2 separate regions of the Sus scrofa genome follow, and region 1 is linked to region 2. The links are chromatin contacts, called in public HiChIP or PLAC-seq maps. All regions are on one chromosome and are shown on one strand. Each heading gives the region's core, a stretch centred on a gene start, on an enhancer-like site or on the middle of the called end of the contact. The rest is flanking DNA. Distances are from core to core; before and after follow the strand shown. Region 1 holds the start of GATAD2B (transcriptional repressor p66-beta). Region 2 holds the start of JTB (jumping translocation breakpoint).

Region 1 (6,774 bases), core at 4,168-6,667, 53 kb before region 2:
GTGAGGCCAGGGATTGAACCCACGTCCTCATGGATACTAGTCAGATTCGTGAACCACTGAGCCACAACAGGAACTCCTGAAGGTGCAATTTTAAACAGAAGTAGGATAGGGTCTCATTGAAAAGGTGACATTTTAGCAAGGACTTGACTGAAGAAGGTAAGAAAATTAGTCACTTGTTTTATCTCTGTGGGAAAAAAATAGCTTTCTCCTACTAGAGGGAAGAACTAGTGCAAAGGGCCTGAGATAAAGAGTGTAACTGATATATTTGAGGAACAAGTCAATGCCGCTGGAATTGAGTGACCAAAACGGAAGATGACAGGAGATCAAAAAAAGATGGAGTGGAGAAGGGCAGATCATGTAAGACCTTAGAGGCCCCTGAAAAGATTTGCTTTTGCTGTGCAAGAAATGGGAGTTCAAAAATTAGGAGGCTCATCCAAAGTCATGTATCTAATAAATGGCAAAGAGAGTATCTTACCCAGGATTTCTAGACTCTTCACACGTGCAACCTACACCACAGCTCACGGCAACGCTGGATCCTTAACCCACTGAGCAAGGCCAGGGATCGAACCTGCATCCTCATAGATGCTAGTCCGATTGGTTAACCACTGAGCCATGACGGGAACTCCGACTCTTTACACTTGTGTTGTACTCTTCCAATTTGCCATTCATGAGCCCACAACCTCCCTCTCAGGAAGTCTGAATTTAAATACTCTCAAAAAGCTAACTTCATAAACACCTTCTAGGTAAGAGATGCACAACCTCTCTAGTTAACATTTCCAATCCCTCACAACCATAATGGGAATTTACTAATCCTAGTATCTGATCTGAATCCTAACATGTCAGCCTACATTCTGGGAGATTACAAATTCCACCTTCCCTCAAAATGAGACAAGGCCAAGAAAGCTTGATCAGGAGGCTTATAGTACGACTCTCAGGTTCAAGTAATGGTAACCTGAATTATTTTTTAAAAATGTATACTAGTCAGACGAAAGGAAACAAGAGAATGGCTCAGGAATGGCAAAACATCATCACCTTCCTTAATGGTTTACTGGTTAGTATTAACAAGTTCACATGTCGATACATTTGTACAGTTACTTTTTTTTTTTTTTTTTTTTTCTTTTTAGGGCCACACCCGCAGCATATGAAAGCTCCCAGGCTAGGGGTTGAATCAGAGCTCAGCTGCCAGCCTACAGCACAGCCACAGCAACATGGGATCCGAGCCACATATACAACCTACACCACAGCTCACGGCAACGCCAGATCCTTAACCCACTGAGCGCGAGGCCAGGGATCAAACTGCATCTTCATGAATCCTAGTCGGGTTAGTTAACCACTGAGCCATGAAGGGAACTCCTACTATAATTCGTTGAGCTCTGGGATTTGACCATTTCATACTTCAAAAGTAACAAAAAATAACTCCTTATTGAGCTGTTGCTTTTGGTACTATAACCCAAACTCTTGATAGCTTCTTGCCAGTCAATGCCAACTTAAAGCAAAGGCAGAGATTAGAGGATTCTGAAGGAGACACCAAACATTACTGAGATACCATCTAAGAAGTATATCAGACTAGTTAAGCTCTTAATGACCCTGGGTCACTCCTTTCCTACTGGATGAACTCGAATTGATTAGGAATATTTCATTTACCATTAAAGAGAAGGTAAAAGATGAAACACGAGGAGGGAGCATTTCAAATCAAATCTATTCTTTAGAGGCTTTCATCACTACTACACAAATATAGGAGGCTCTCTGTTTCATGCACTTGGAGCCACCAAAATCCCCAACCAGTTACCTATATAAAAAGCATCAAAGGAATTATTGAGGATAAAACAAACAATAAGGCTAATAGAAGCTTTTTCCCCCAAAGCCAGTCATTTTCAACAGAAATTGAACTTCCTTATGTATCCTTTCCCAGGCTTAGCCAATGCAGAACTGTAACTCTGTGTGGCATTGCCTGCTAGGTTGGATTTTTCCTGAGCAAGAGATAGACAGTTTTACACCAGTTTTAGATTTATAGTTAATCTAACTGTGTGTCTTTTTTTTTCTCCCCCTCCAAACTGTCTCAGAAAATGCCTGGTTATAGTGCCTTAATATGTAATGATGCAAGAGTTTCCTTGTGGCACAGTGGGTTAAGGATCCAGCACTGTCATTGCAGCAGCTTGGATCGCTGCTGTGGCACAAGTCTGATCACTGGCCTGGGAACTTCCACATGCCTTGGGCACAGCCAAAAAAAAAAAAAAAAAAGTAATGATGCAGGGCTTTAAGTACTGCAATGGGTCTGAAGAAGAAAAAAGTTAAGTTTTTAGGTTTCAGTTATGGCTCAAATCTTTTGATTTCTCTAGCAATTGCTTTAATCAACCAAAGCTGGTTTGGCTTTTCTCAATGAGCTAAATGAGCATTCTGAGCTGAATGCAAAGGGGATGCTTGTCAGCATGACTCTCAATGTGGTGGCTAACATGGAATATGCTCCAGAGTCTAGAAACCAGTAGAGCATAGCTGCTGTTCCCCTACACATGCACTTCCAACTTGGTAGGCTGGGGAGATAAGGAAGCAAGAATCAGTAAACTGAAACTAGAGGCCTGGCTTACATACAACATATAAGATAATGCTTAAAGCTAGAATGAATCCAGAGGTCCCAGCATAAGATTAGAATACTATTATTGACACAGTGACCCTTCTTCCACACTGCTGTTCTCTAATCAAAACCCAACCTGGATATCTGGCCAGGACCAGTCAGAACAAAAGGGGGGGGCGGTGGCAGGGGAGGTAGAGTGTTAAGGAGAGAGAGACGTGTGTCCAAAAAAAGGGGGCAGCATACAGGCTTTAGAATGTACTTTAAGACTATGAGATTCAGAACAAAATTCTCACAACCTCCCCCCACCCCCTTCCTGTGGCCTTATGCTAAATACAGCAGTAGAAGTTACTGCCAGAACTTAGATCTGAAGTGCTGATCAGGGAACCTGGTTAACACTGTTCCTTGACAAGTATTTGAATGCAGCCTCTATTCAGACCCTATTCAGACTGCCTCTAAACAGGAAGTTAACAGACATCACACATACTCAGGGAAGGCAAACCACAGTGTCATAAAGATGGATGCTGCTGTCAGCTACAAATCACTCTCACCTCATTGAAAGTGTTCTCAAGTAAGGAACAGGCAGGACAAAAGTCCATAAGCCTCACCTCTTCTCAAACTGGGTCACTCAGCCTAAAGATCCAGCCTTCTGATTCCTGCTGATTAATACTTAGCTACTTCATTTCGTACTATGATGACTATCACTGCTACTAGACTAAAAATTATATTCCCCTCAAAACGGAACACTACCATATCAGTACCCCCTTTAACTCATTATTTATACAGCCTATCCACTTTAAAAGCCCAAGGAAAGACTATCCTTGACCCAGTCCATCAGTCACAAAAAAAGCAGTACCATTTCCAACAGGTGTGGGCTTTCCCTTCCAAAGCATACTAAACCCCTCCATAGGACCACCTTTAGCAGCTCCAGAAGTAGCCTCTTCACCAGTCAAGCACCAAGAGAAATGCTACTCTAGGACAACACTCTACCAAGACTGCTCTGACACCCAAAATATGAATCCAAGTGGTTACTAAACCTCAAGGAAGAGCTGTAGTCAATGTATCAAAGAAAAAGCAATAAAGTTAGCACAAAATTCCCACATAGGATAATCTCCAATATATAAACAGCAACATACAGACACCATGCTGCTACCAAAAAACAGTCAGAAGTCAAAGGTACTGGGAGAGGAAGGCAGGGCACAGGTGAGACATTTCTTTTCACTTTGCATCACATGCATGCATTGTCTAATTAAAAAATAAAATTTCTGGGAGAAAAATGTTTTAAAAACTCAAAAGCATTAGCTCTTCTCCCAACACAGATCTATTAAACCTTCTTATACTCCAGCTGCTGCAAGTCCAAATCTCTCTACTGCAGTCTGGCCTGAAAGCATTGCTCTTTGCCTTAGCTGAAATACACTATGTTAAGTATCTCCCGGCTCTCTTCACACGCACACAAAAGCCTTCTAAATAATCATTTATCAGAAATGAGAAAACTGGTTCTCAGAAGGCTACCTGATTCTCCAGATGACAGCAGAAGAAAAGGTTGATAGGTAGTTCAGTTAGCAGCCACATGCCACCCCCATCAATGCCTCCATCTCCACTTCAGTGCCAACCCTATGAACTAATATTTTGTGTTTGGAGGGAAGTTAATGCTGGGGAAGAATCCAAAGAGACTATCATACCTTTATGAAGGGGGAACGCTGTCCTGGGCCGGCGAATGGCACCCAAACCTCTGCACTTACAGGAGTGGCTAGCTCCTTCGTGTAATTGAGAGCAGGATAGCAGAAAGTACTCTAAGTCTGGGTTTGGTTTAGGGAAGGGCAAGTTCTAGTTCCATCGACCCTCAGGCACTGGACTGGGATACAGACCAAGCGGGTCCCAGCAGCCCAGCTAAAAAAGGGGGTGGTTTAGTCGCTACAGAATACAAGTACCCACATCATACAGGCTGAGACAATCCCCTTCTACCAGAGGGCGAGGGAACCGTGGACGATGAAATAAAGGGGTAAGGTTTTGCCCTCCTGGCCCCTTTGCCTAAATAAAGATAATCAACCCGTGCTTCCTTCACCCTTAAGGATCCCCCATTTGTCCCAACCGCCGACAAACACAAGACTGAGAGTAGGGAGCGGCCCCCGCACCCTGAGGGCACCACTGGGGGTGGAGAGAGTTAAGGGGGGGCGCGCTAGAGAGGAAAGGAGGGGAGCATGGCGGGCATGAGGCAGTGAGTGAAAGCGGGGAAGGCGGGGGAAACGGGGCGCGAGGGAGGGGAGAAAGAGTAAAAGGAGAAGAAATGAAGGGACTCGAGCTGGGGGCGCGCAAGGCCGAAGTGAAAGACCGGGGCGCGCGCGCGGAGCGGGGGGAGGGGATGAGGTGAAGGGGAGCGCGAGGCGGGGGCGCGCAGTGCCGGGGTGGGGGGAGGGGGACGCAAGGCGGGGGCGCGCGGGCGGGCGTCGGCTCGCGGGCGCTTCCCCTCCCCCCGCCCCTCCACCTTTCCCTTCCCCCACCTCCGCCACCACCGCCTCCTCCCAGCCTCCCTCCCTTCCTCGCTCCTCACCGCCCCCGGGCGGGCGGGCGGCCAAGCTGGCCTAGGCCAAAGCTCCTCACCTGGCGGTGGCGGTGTAACTCCCGGCTAGCTCGCCTCCTCAGGCGGCGGCGGCGGCGTCGAAAAAGGAAGAGGCGACGGCACAGTGGGTTCCGGACCCCGCTGACGGGACTTGGGGCGGGGGTGGGGGAGGGGGGCGGGCCGGACCGGGGCGGGCGGGCGGAGCAGACACTGCGGTACAGACGGGGGCAGCGGCGGCGGCGGCGGCTGCACCGGCGGCGGCGGCACCACACAAACAAGGACGCTGATTGGGCAGCTGCCAAGCGCCTCGGCTCCGCCTTCCCCACACGCCACGACGCCCATTGGGCGACCTGAGCCGGCCTCCCCGCCCTCCTCTTCTCGGCCGTACCAATAGGAGATGGGATGCCCGGGCTACACCCCACCCTTGAAGAGTGAGTGGCTGGAGAGGTGATGATTGGCGTACTTAAGACCCAGTCCTAAACGGAGGAGGGGGATGGTCTAGCGGGGGCGCGTTAATGGGTACCTCGGCCAGTCCCAGACACATCCGGGTCTTCAGCAGCCCATTAAGTGTCGGGGGTCAAAAAATCGCTTCAGGGCTGCAACTTTACCTTAGAGACGTTTTGGTCCCCAGGCAGCCGCCGTACCCCAGTATCCCCAAAACCGGGATTCCCCTTTGGCCATTTCTCATTCTTCCAATTCTAAAGATGGAGACGGGGGAACGGCGCTGGGGTCTGCGTTGGGTGGTGTTACATCGCGACAGAATCCAGGAATTTCACGATAAAAGTGGCTTGAAGCGCTCGGGCCTTGCAGTCTACTTGGGGCGTGGCCTGTCTCCGTCTGCCAAAGGCCTTGAGCTTCCTGGTCTTCATTGTACCTCAGCGTGGTCCTGTCGTGACTGAAACCCGATAGGAGAAAAAAAAGGCAGCTGGCCAAATTGCTGAGAAATTACGCCGTGCAGAGCCCTCGCAACTCCCTTTCTAGGGATCTCCTGGTCTAGTCAGGTTCACAATGAGGGAAACAGTCTCCCACGCCACCTAATCGACTAAAAAGGCCCAGCTCCTGCTGGCCTCCGTACTTCCCCAAAGCAGTAAGGCCCACCTAGACTCTCAGCGTTTCTCCAGCACATACCACAAGTATTGTTCATTTCTTTTTTTAATTTTCCTTTATTAAAGTATATTCGATTTACAGGTGGTGTTCTTGAGCACCTTGAGGACAGGCACCAAGTCTCTGAGTCAGTGTGTTAAAACAATAATAGCTAACGTTTGTGGAAAGAAATTGTGAGACACTGTGCTATATGTGAATATTTATTCTTTTAAGAGCTTTACGTGGATTCGTTTATTTACTGCTCAAAACTCTGTTAGAGTAGAAACTGTTATCCCCATTTTGCAGATGAGGAACGTGAGGTACAGATCAAATGCGTTGCCCAAAGTTACACAAGATAAGTGGCAGAGCTGAAATCTAAACTTAGGCAGGTTCAGGTTCAGAGAGACTAAGGAACTTGCAAAGATCAGACAGCTAATTAGTGAGTAAGCCGTGGTTTGAACACGGAAATAACTGGTTCCAGGAGCACTAGAATGTGTTTTTCGAATCACTTATAAGTCATGCTATGGGAGTTCCCATTGTGGCTCAGCAGGTTATGAACCCA
Region 2 (7,293 bases), core at 2,145-4,644:
CAGTCACTCTGCCCTCTGCTCCCTTCCTTTATTGTCACCACGGCCCAAGTGTCCTCTTGCTTCTTCCCAGATCCTTCTTTTCTCTTTGGCTCTCATCATCCTGCCCAGTTTCAGCCCCTTTCAGGACCTGCCCGAAGCTGGGCCTGAGGACTACCAGCCTCGAGGAGGTGAGAGGCGAGGGCAGGAAGGGGACACTGTTTTCCAGGGTAGCTGAGAAGTGGGAGGGAGGGAGGAGGTCCTGTTCTGTCTAGGATCCCTCCCGCCCCCAGTCACAGGGGCACTAAACTACTGCCCTTTTTCCTTCATCCCACAGTGATTTCTAGAAATATCCTGACTCACAAGGACACGACAGGAAATCTGGAGAACCCAGTGGTAGAGTCCAGATTGGAAGGGCCACGGGGGGTCAAGGGTAGAAATGGCTCCACAAGGACACTGCTTGAGAAGATGGGGGGAAGGGCAGGCCCCAGCAGGCACATCAGAACTGTGCTGCACGCTGATGAGATGTGAGCTGTCACACTTCCTGGCCCACTTCCCAATCATAACAAGGAATCCAGGGCTCCAATATGCTTCTGCTTCCCCCTAGGATTCCTGCTCAGGGATCTTTGGCCTCAGGGGACTGAGTCACATCAGGATGTCCTAGATGTCTGTACTCTGTGGCTCAGTCTGCCTATGGAGGGGGGGCACCTCAAATACTTTTGTTGCGTGTCAGTGATTTTATTTCTTCTTTGGGGATGGGGTGAAAGAAAATATTTGTTTTGGCTGAGAAATAAACTTTTTTGCTGCAGTTGTATCCTGGCAGTTTCAGAGCAAGCAGTGGAAGAGGGGGAGGACAGGTACTTGGCAAACTGGAACTTAGAGTTGCCACCCGCTTTCTCTCTCTCTACCCCCATGACTTCCCGGCCCAAATCAAACTACAATGTGGAGGAGTTCCTGTCGTGGATCAGCGGTAACACACTTTTCTAGCATCCATGAGGACGTGGGTTGAAGATCCAGCATTGCCGTGAGCTATGGTGTAGGTCTCAGACACAGCTTGGATCCCATGTTGCCGTGGCTGTGGTGTCGGCTGGCAGCTACAGCTCTGATTTGACCCCTAGCCTGGGAACCTCCATATACCTCGGGTGCAGCCCTAAAAAGACCGGAAAAAAATTAGAATTGGGAAAGGAAATGATTTTACTCTTTTTATTCTATTCATTTACTGATTTCGCTGAGGAGAAAGGGCGAAGGGTGTGCCACCACAGGGTTCCAGAGAACCAGGGGCACGAGTCAGTCCATTCCCCTTTCTCTGAGGTAGGGTCTCTAAGACCCCGATAAAAGGGGAGAAGTTAGTTATATGGACTCAATTTGCTTCCGGACCTTTTCCAGAGCCTTTCTGTCCAGTTGTCGCTGACGCACGATGACCAGGCAAGCAAAGACCAAGGCCACACCTACAACAGCCCCTTCGAATTTCCAGAATAAGTGTTGTTCCATCAGAGCTGAGCGGCAGCTAAGGGCAAGAAGAAACAGTTATTCCCAGGGAAGGCCACGTAGCCTCTCCCTCTAATCTCTTTCCTGCTTCATCCTAACCAAGATACATAGCTGAGGGAAGAAGAGGAAACCAAAGCCAGCCATTTATTCATTTATTCATTTATTTATTTGGCTTTTTAGGGCTGTACCCTCAGCATATGGAGGTTCCCAGGCTAGGGGTCGAATTGGAGCAGTAGCCACTGGCCTACACCACAGCCACAGCAAATGCCAGATCTGAGCCATGTCTGCGACCTACACCACAGCTCACAGCAATGCCGGATCCTTAACCCTCTGAGCAAGGCTGGGGATTGAACCTACATCCTCATGGATGCTAGTAAGATTCGTTTCCCCTGAGCCACGATGGGAACTCCCAGAGTCAGCCTTCTAATGTGTTTATAGCACATTAATCCCACTTGAATATTTAATTTGTTTTCTGGTGAGAAAAGCAGAGCTGTGTGAGCCAGTTTTACTGATGAGGAAATATGGCCAATAACATCGTGCCGAGGAGTAGAGCTGGGACTTGGGTTCGAGTTATTTGGCTCCAGATCCCCTCCTCTTTCCAATATGCCATGCTACCTCCAGACAAAGAGGAAGTGGGGGGACAATCTGCCTAAAGTCATAGGGAGCAAAGGAGGTGATCTAGGAGGTTTCAAGAAGAGAAGAAACACTTACCTCTTGAACTCATTCCTCTTAGATGAGCTGCATGTGATTTTCTCCACATACCCTGTGGAACTGCACTCAGGGGTAGTTTTCTGTCAGGAGGAAAGGACCAAAGCATATGTTAGGAAGTGGTGGCAGGAGAAGCAGAAGGCTGCCATTCAGAATGGGCAGGTGCCCAAGTGCTATGGCTCAGAGCTGGCAGGCAACAGAGAACTAATGAAGACTTCTGATGGCGATGATGAGGTGGTGGTTACATGATCAGGAGTATCTTTTAGCAAGAACACTTTGGGGCAAGACTCTAGGAGAGGTGACAGCAAGTTCTGGAGCCCACTGGAGTATAAATGAACCGAACACAGTTATTAACTGAATGTTGCCATTAACTTGAAAAGAGCATTTTTGGGGGGCGGGGGGAGGGGGACAAGTTCAGATGTGGACTTAGACTGCAAGGAAAAAGAAGACAAGACAATGCAAAGGCACACTTAGTTAATTTGATGTGAGGAAAGAGGGAGAGAAAACAGATACTCACAGCCTGGAAATTAGAACATGGAGCACACTCTTCTGCCACCACAAACTCTTCCACCAGCCAGCACCGCAAATTTGAGGTGCTCACTAAAGACGGAGAGAAAATGCAAGCCCCAGACTTCGTTCAGGAAGTATTTCTCCCCAAAGTTCTGCCCATCGACTTCCTAACCCCGCTGAATGGCCTCATTTCACGTGGTGCCGCCCTTTTCCACTCGTGTTCTTGGTATACGGGAAGATATAAACACAAAACAAAACAACTATAGGGGTGTCGGGTTCCTAGACATCACCCACCTGAAAGTTTCTCCTCGCGCACGGGAGCTTCTGCTTGGCTGCAGCGGGTGACGGGGGGGAAAGGGGCAAAAGTCAGTAGCCAGAAAACTGGGAACTGACCCACCTCCGCGGTCCAGGGACGGTCTCCCTCACCCCAGGGGGCGGGGACGACCCGCTACCGCCATCCCCTCCTTTTCCCTGCCCTCAGCCCCTCCTTACCAGAGCTTTAAAGTGAAAGCGCAGAGCAACCAGCAGAGGTGGTGGCCCTGGGGGAGGCCACGCCTCCCCGCGCCCGCAGGCATGGAGTGCTCAGCGTCGCACCTGTCGGGACACAGGGACCTGCTTGACTGGCCTCGTGCCTCGGTCGGAACGCAGAGGCGGCGCTTACTCAGCAGTCCTCGGGGAAGTTCCAATTCAGGGCTACGAAAAGCTGGTTTGCCTAACAGATCAAAGACTCTATCAGGACATTCCCATGACCACGGCAAGAAAAGGCAATAAGCATTTGTTGGCTAGGACCGTGAGTTTCCTTCGGACCCGTCAGATCCTCTCCAAGGGCCGAAAGGGCGTAGGGCCTAGCACTCCCTCGGCTCCGCCTCCACTCCCGGCGCAGCCATCTTGCTCCGCGCAGGACCCTGGGTTTTTCCAAAGTTAGGCCAGTCGTCGGAAGCGGAGGCCCGCGGGTTGCCTGATGGGCCTTGTAGTCTTCCGGGCTAGGTGGCGCCTCGCCGGTGCTCCCCGGGAAATGGATCCCCCTGCTTTTGTGCGGTGAGACGCGACCCATTGGCTCGACGCCCCGTTGCATTATGGGCCTGGTAGTCTTTTGCGGGAACTGGGGAAATGGCGGTGGTCGGGTTCGAGTTATCGGTTCGTTGCTCCCTAGGCTGTGGCTGGTTTGCTTTTCTGGGCTAGAACAGTGAGAAGTAAACGGAACTATACGTCTGCCTCTCAGGACTTTCTCCCTCCTTAATGGGATTCACAGGAATTCTCGTTGTGGCTCAGCGGTAACGAACCCCACTAGCATCCATGAGGATGCGGGTTCAATCCCTGGCCTCCCTCAGTGGGTTAAGGATCCGGCGTTGCAGTGGCTCTGTGTAGGCTGGCGGCTACAGCTCGGATTGGACCCCTAGCCTGAGAACCTCCATATGCCGCGGGTGCAGCCCTAAAAAGACAAAACACACACACAGGATTCACCATTAAGCATCGGACTTTTAAATACCCTTCTCCCTTCCCACCTCCATCGGAAGTCAAGGGGAGATCCTGGGTGGGCGGTCCAGAGATGGCAAAACTGCATTTTTTCCTCCTTCCAGGGGCCAGAATACCAGAGATCCAAGGTGAAAGTGAAGCCTTCCCCTGTCTCTGGGCTTTCACTCAGCTCTACCCAGGGTTCACCTCTCCTGTTAATTGCTAAATTAACCCAGAGCTGGTCCTTTGAATAACCTCCTCAGATGTTCTCAGCTGTCTCTTGCTCCTACCTAATGCAATGAGGAGAGCTTGAGATGTGAAGTCCCAAGAAGTGTTGAGTCCAAGTTCAGGTGCTTAAGCTAAATGACTTTAGGACTGTATCTGAATGGCAGTGTTCTGTGTCAAATGGAAATACTAATGTGCATTTTCTAGGTTTCGGTATTTTTTTTTGGCAAGATGCAAATGAAATGTTTATAAAAATACTTTATTCTCTTCTAATTATACTGCCTCACATTTACCTTTTAGAGTCAACATTTAGCTCACTGAAGTTGGCATTATCCTTGTTTTATGAATAAGATCAGAGTGTGTCACCTGTCCAAGATCACACAGCTAATAGAAGAGCTGAGGCTTAAGCCCAGACTTTCAGGCCACAGGTTTTTATTTTTCGTTTTTTAATTACTCAATGAATTTATTACATTTATAGTTGTATAATGATTGTCACAATCCAATTTTATAGGATTTCCATCCCATGACCCCAGCGCATGCCCCCACCCCCGTTTTTGTTTTTGTTTTTTGCCTCGCTTGTGGCATGTGGAAGTTCCCAGCCAGGGATGGAACTCGTGCCACAGCAGTGATCCAAGCTGCTGCAATAACAACGCTGAATCCTTAAACCCTCTGTACCACAAGGGAACTCTCCAGGCCATAGATTTGTGCCTGATTTCCATCCCCATGGAGTTAAACCTTGACATACATCCAGAACTGTAGTGATGTGACCCACATTCTGGGTTCATGCTTTACTATCTGATAATGTATTAGTCACTATCCTAATTGTGCCAGAATTTTTCACCTAGTTTTTCATATATGTATGTCTGTAGCCTCTCAGACAAATGGACCATATGAATGTTCTCAGTAGATGGAGAAATTTAAAATAAACTTTATATAAATATAGGCACTATTAATAATCTGTATCCATATCCCACCTTCTCAAAATCAAAACACTATCATCATTTTTTTTTTCTTTCTTTTTAGGGCCACACCTACAGCATGTGGAAGTTCCAGGCTAGGGGCCCAATCGGAGCTACAGCTGCTGACCTGCTCCAGAGCCACAGCAACGTGGGATCCAAGCAGTGTCTGTGACCGACACCACAGCTCACGGCAACGCCGGATCCTTAACCCACTGAGCGAGGCCAGGGATCAAGCCTGAAACCTCATGGTTCCTAGTTTTTTTTTTCGTCTTTTTGCCTTTTCTAGGGCGGCTCCCGCAGCACATGGGGATTCCCAGGCCAGGAGTGCAGTCGGAGTCGTAGCCACAGCAATGAGGGATCTGAGCCGCGTCTGCAACCTACACCACAGCTCATGGCAATGCCGGATCCTCAACCCACCAAGCAAGGCCAGGAATCGTACCCGCAAACTCATGGTTCCTAGTCAGATTCGTCAACCACTGCGCCACGACAGGAACTCCCCTCCTCATACTTTTTTAACTCTGCTCCTCACTCTCCTCCTTCTCCCACAGCTATTCCCCTCCCCCATAGCCCTAAGGGCTAGAGCACTTTTGGAGATTAACAGTGTATCTGGTGCTACATCCCATAAATTCTCTCTCCCCATCAAACATGAACCTGGTTACTCAAGAGCAGGAACTTTCATTGGGTGGGATATGAAAAAATAAAACCCACAACCTGGTGAATGGGCTGAGCTTTAATTTTGCTTGAAACTATCTGTTCCTTTATTATTTGTCTGCGTGTGTCATTTGTATGTTATAGAAAGTTCTTGTTTATTTTTTTTCCCAGCTGTACCCTCGACATGCAGAAGTTCCCAGGACTGGGATCAAACCAGAGCCACAGCAGTGACAATGCCAGATCCTTAACCCACTGAGCCACGAGGGAACTCTGGGTATGGATTTTTTTCCCAGCATTTTTTAGCTGTAATAAAGGTTTTGGCTGAAATACAGTATTCTGTTACTCCCTACCCAATTCTACTGTGTCTCATGACAAGCTGGGAGATCTTGTAAGATCTCACTTCCAATAGCCTTTCCAAGCAACTGAATAGGATCTCTATGCTGAAAGTGGATTTTAAAATATCTGGTCTAGGGGGTTCCCGTTGTGGCTCAGCGTGTTAAGAACCGACTAGCATCCACAAGGATGCAGGTTTGATCCCTGGCCTCACTCAGTGGGTTAAAGGATCTGGGGTTGCCACAAGCTGAGGCTCGGATCTGGCATTTCTGTGGCTGTAGTGCAGGCCAGCAGCTATGGCCCCAGACCCCTAGCCTGGGAACCTCCATATGCTGCTAGTGCAGCCCTGAAAAGAACAAAAAAAAATTCTCTAAGGAGTTCTCTGGTGTCTCAGTGGGTTAAGGGTCCAGTGTTGTCACTGCTGTAGTGCATGTTTGGTCCCTGGCCCAGGAAACCTCCCCATGCAGTGGGTGGAGAAAAAAAAAAATCTGGCGTGTGACAAAGATATCAGTCAGTCTTCTTCCTGGGATACACACAATGTAAGTTTTTCCCATCTCTTTGTTATTCAGTGGTTAGGGGCTATTTTTGTTAAATTGTATTAATCCCTCTTCTTGTTAAGTACCACCTGGAGGTTATATTAACTTGATTGTGTGTAGCACAAAGTAGATGCTGAAATAAATATTATGACTAAATGAATCTTTTCTGTACCTCATTTTCTTCATCTACAAAAGCACATAATAATGCCTACTAGTTACCTAGAAATATTGCTGGCAGAAACAATCACTCCTCTGGGGAGACCCAAGAAAAAGTCCTCTTTTAGAATTCCCTGGTTAAGACCCTGGCCACAAGGATCCTCTAACTCCTACGTTGCAAAGAGGATGTCCATTCTGTCAGGTTCAGAGAAACCACTCATTCCCTCATCAATTAAATAGCTGGGAAAGGAAGCACTGTAGGACCGGGCACCACAGGAACTCAACTAGATTCAGGG

Evidence for each region. HiChIP or PLAC-seq counts read pairs in DNA pulled down with a chosen protein or histone mark.
Region 1: an H3K27ac HiChIP or PLAC-seq map of alveolar macrophages shows a contact between it and region 2. The contact joins the promoter of GATAD2B here to the promoter of JTB in region 2. A contact is called at or near these places in 3 of 47 Hi-C or Micro-C datasets (blood, fetal liver and liver) and 2 of 2 datasets of contacts at active chromatin or transcription factors (alveolar macrophages and skeletal muscle).

Annotation. Positions count from the first base shown.
Region 1 is chr4:95,765,632-95,772,405 of Sscrofa11.1, reverse strand. It overlaps GATAD2B (transcriptional repressor p66-beta), which reads right to left and starts at 5,417. Exons shown (of 11, transcript XM_021089804.1): 1 at 5,171-5,417.
Region 2 is chr4:95,710,027-95,717,319 of Sscrofa11.1, reverse strand. JTB (jumping translocation breakpoint) reads right to left here and starts at 3,394. Exons shown (of 5, transcript NM_001128468.1): 1 at 3,175-3,394; 2 at 2,977-3,014; 3 at 2,690-2,772; 4 at 2,176-2,255; 5 at 1,179-1,483. The coding sequence starts at 3,257. The coding sequence ends at 1,327. CREB3L4 (cAMP responsive element binding protein 3 like 4) reads left to right here. Exons shown (of 10, transcript NM_001123102.1): 9 at 71-167; 10 at 314-784. The coding sequence ends at 507.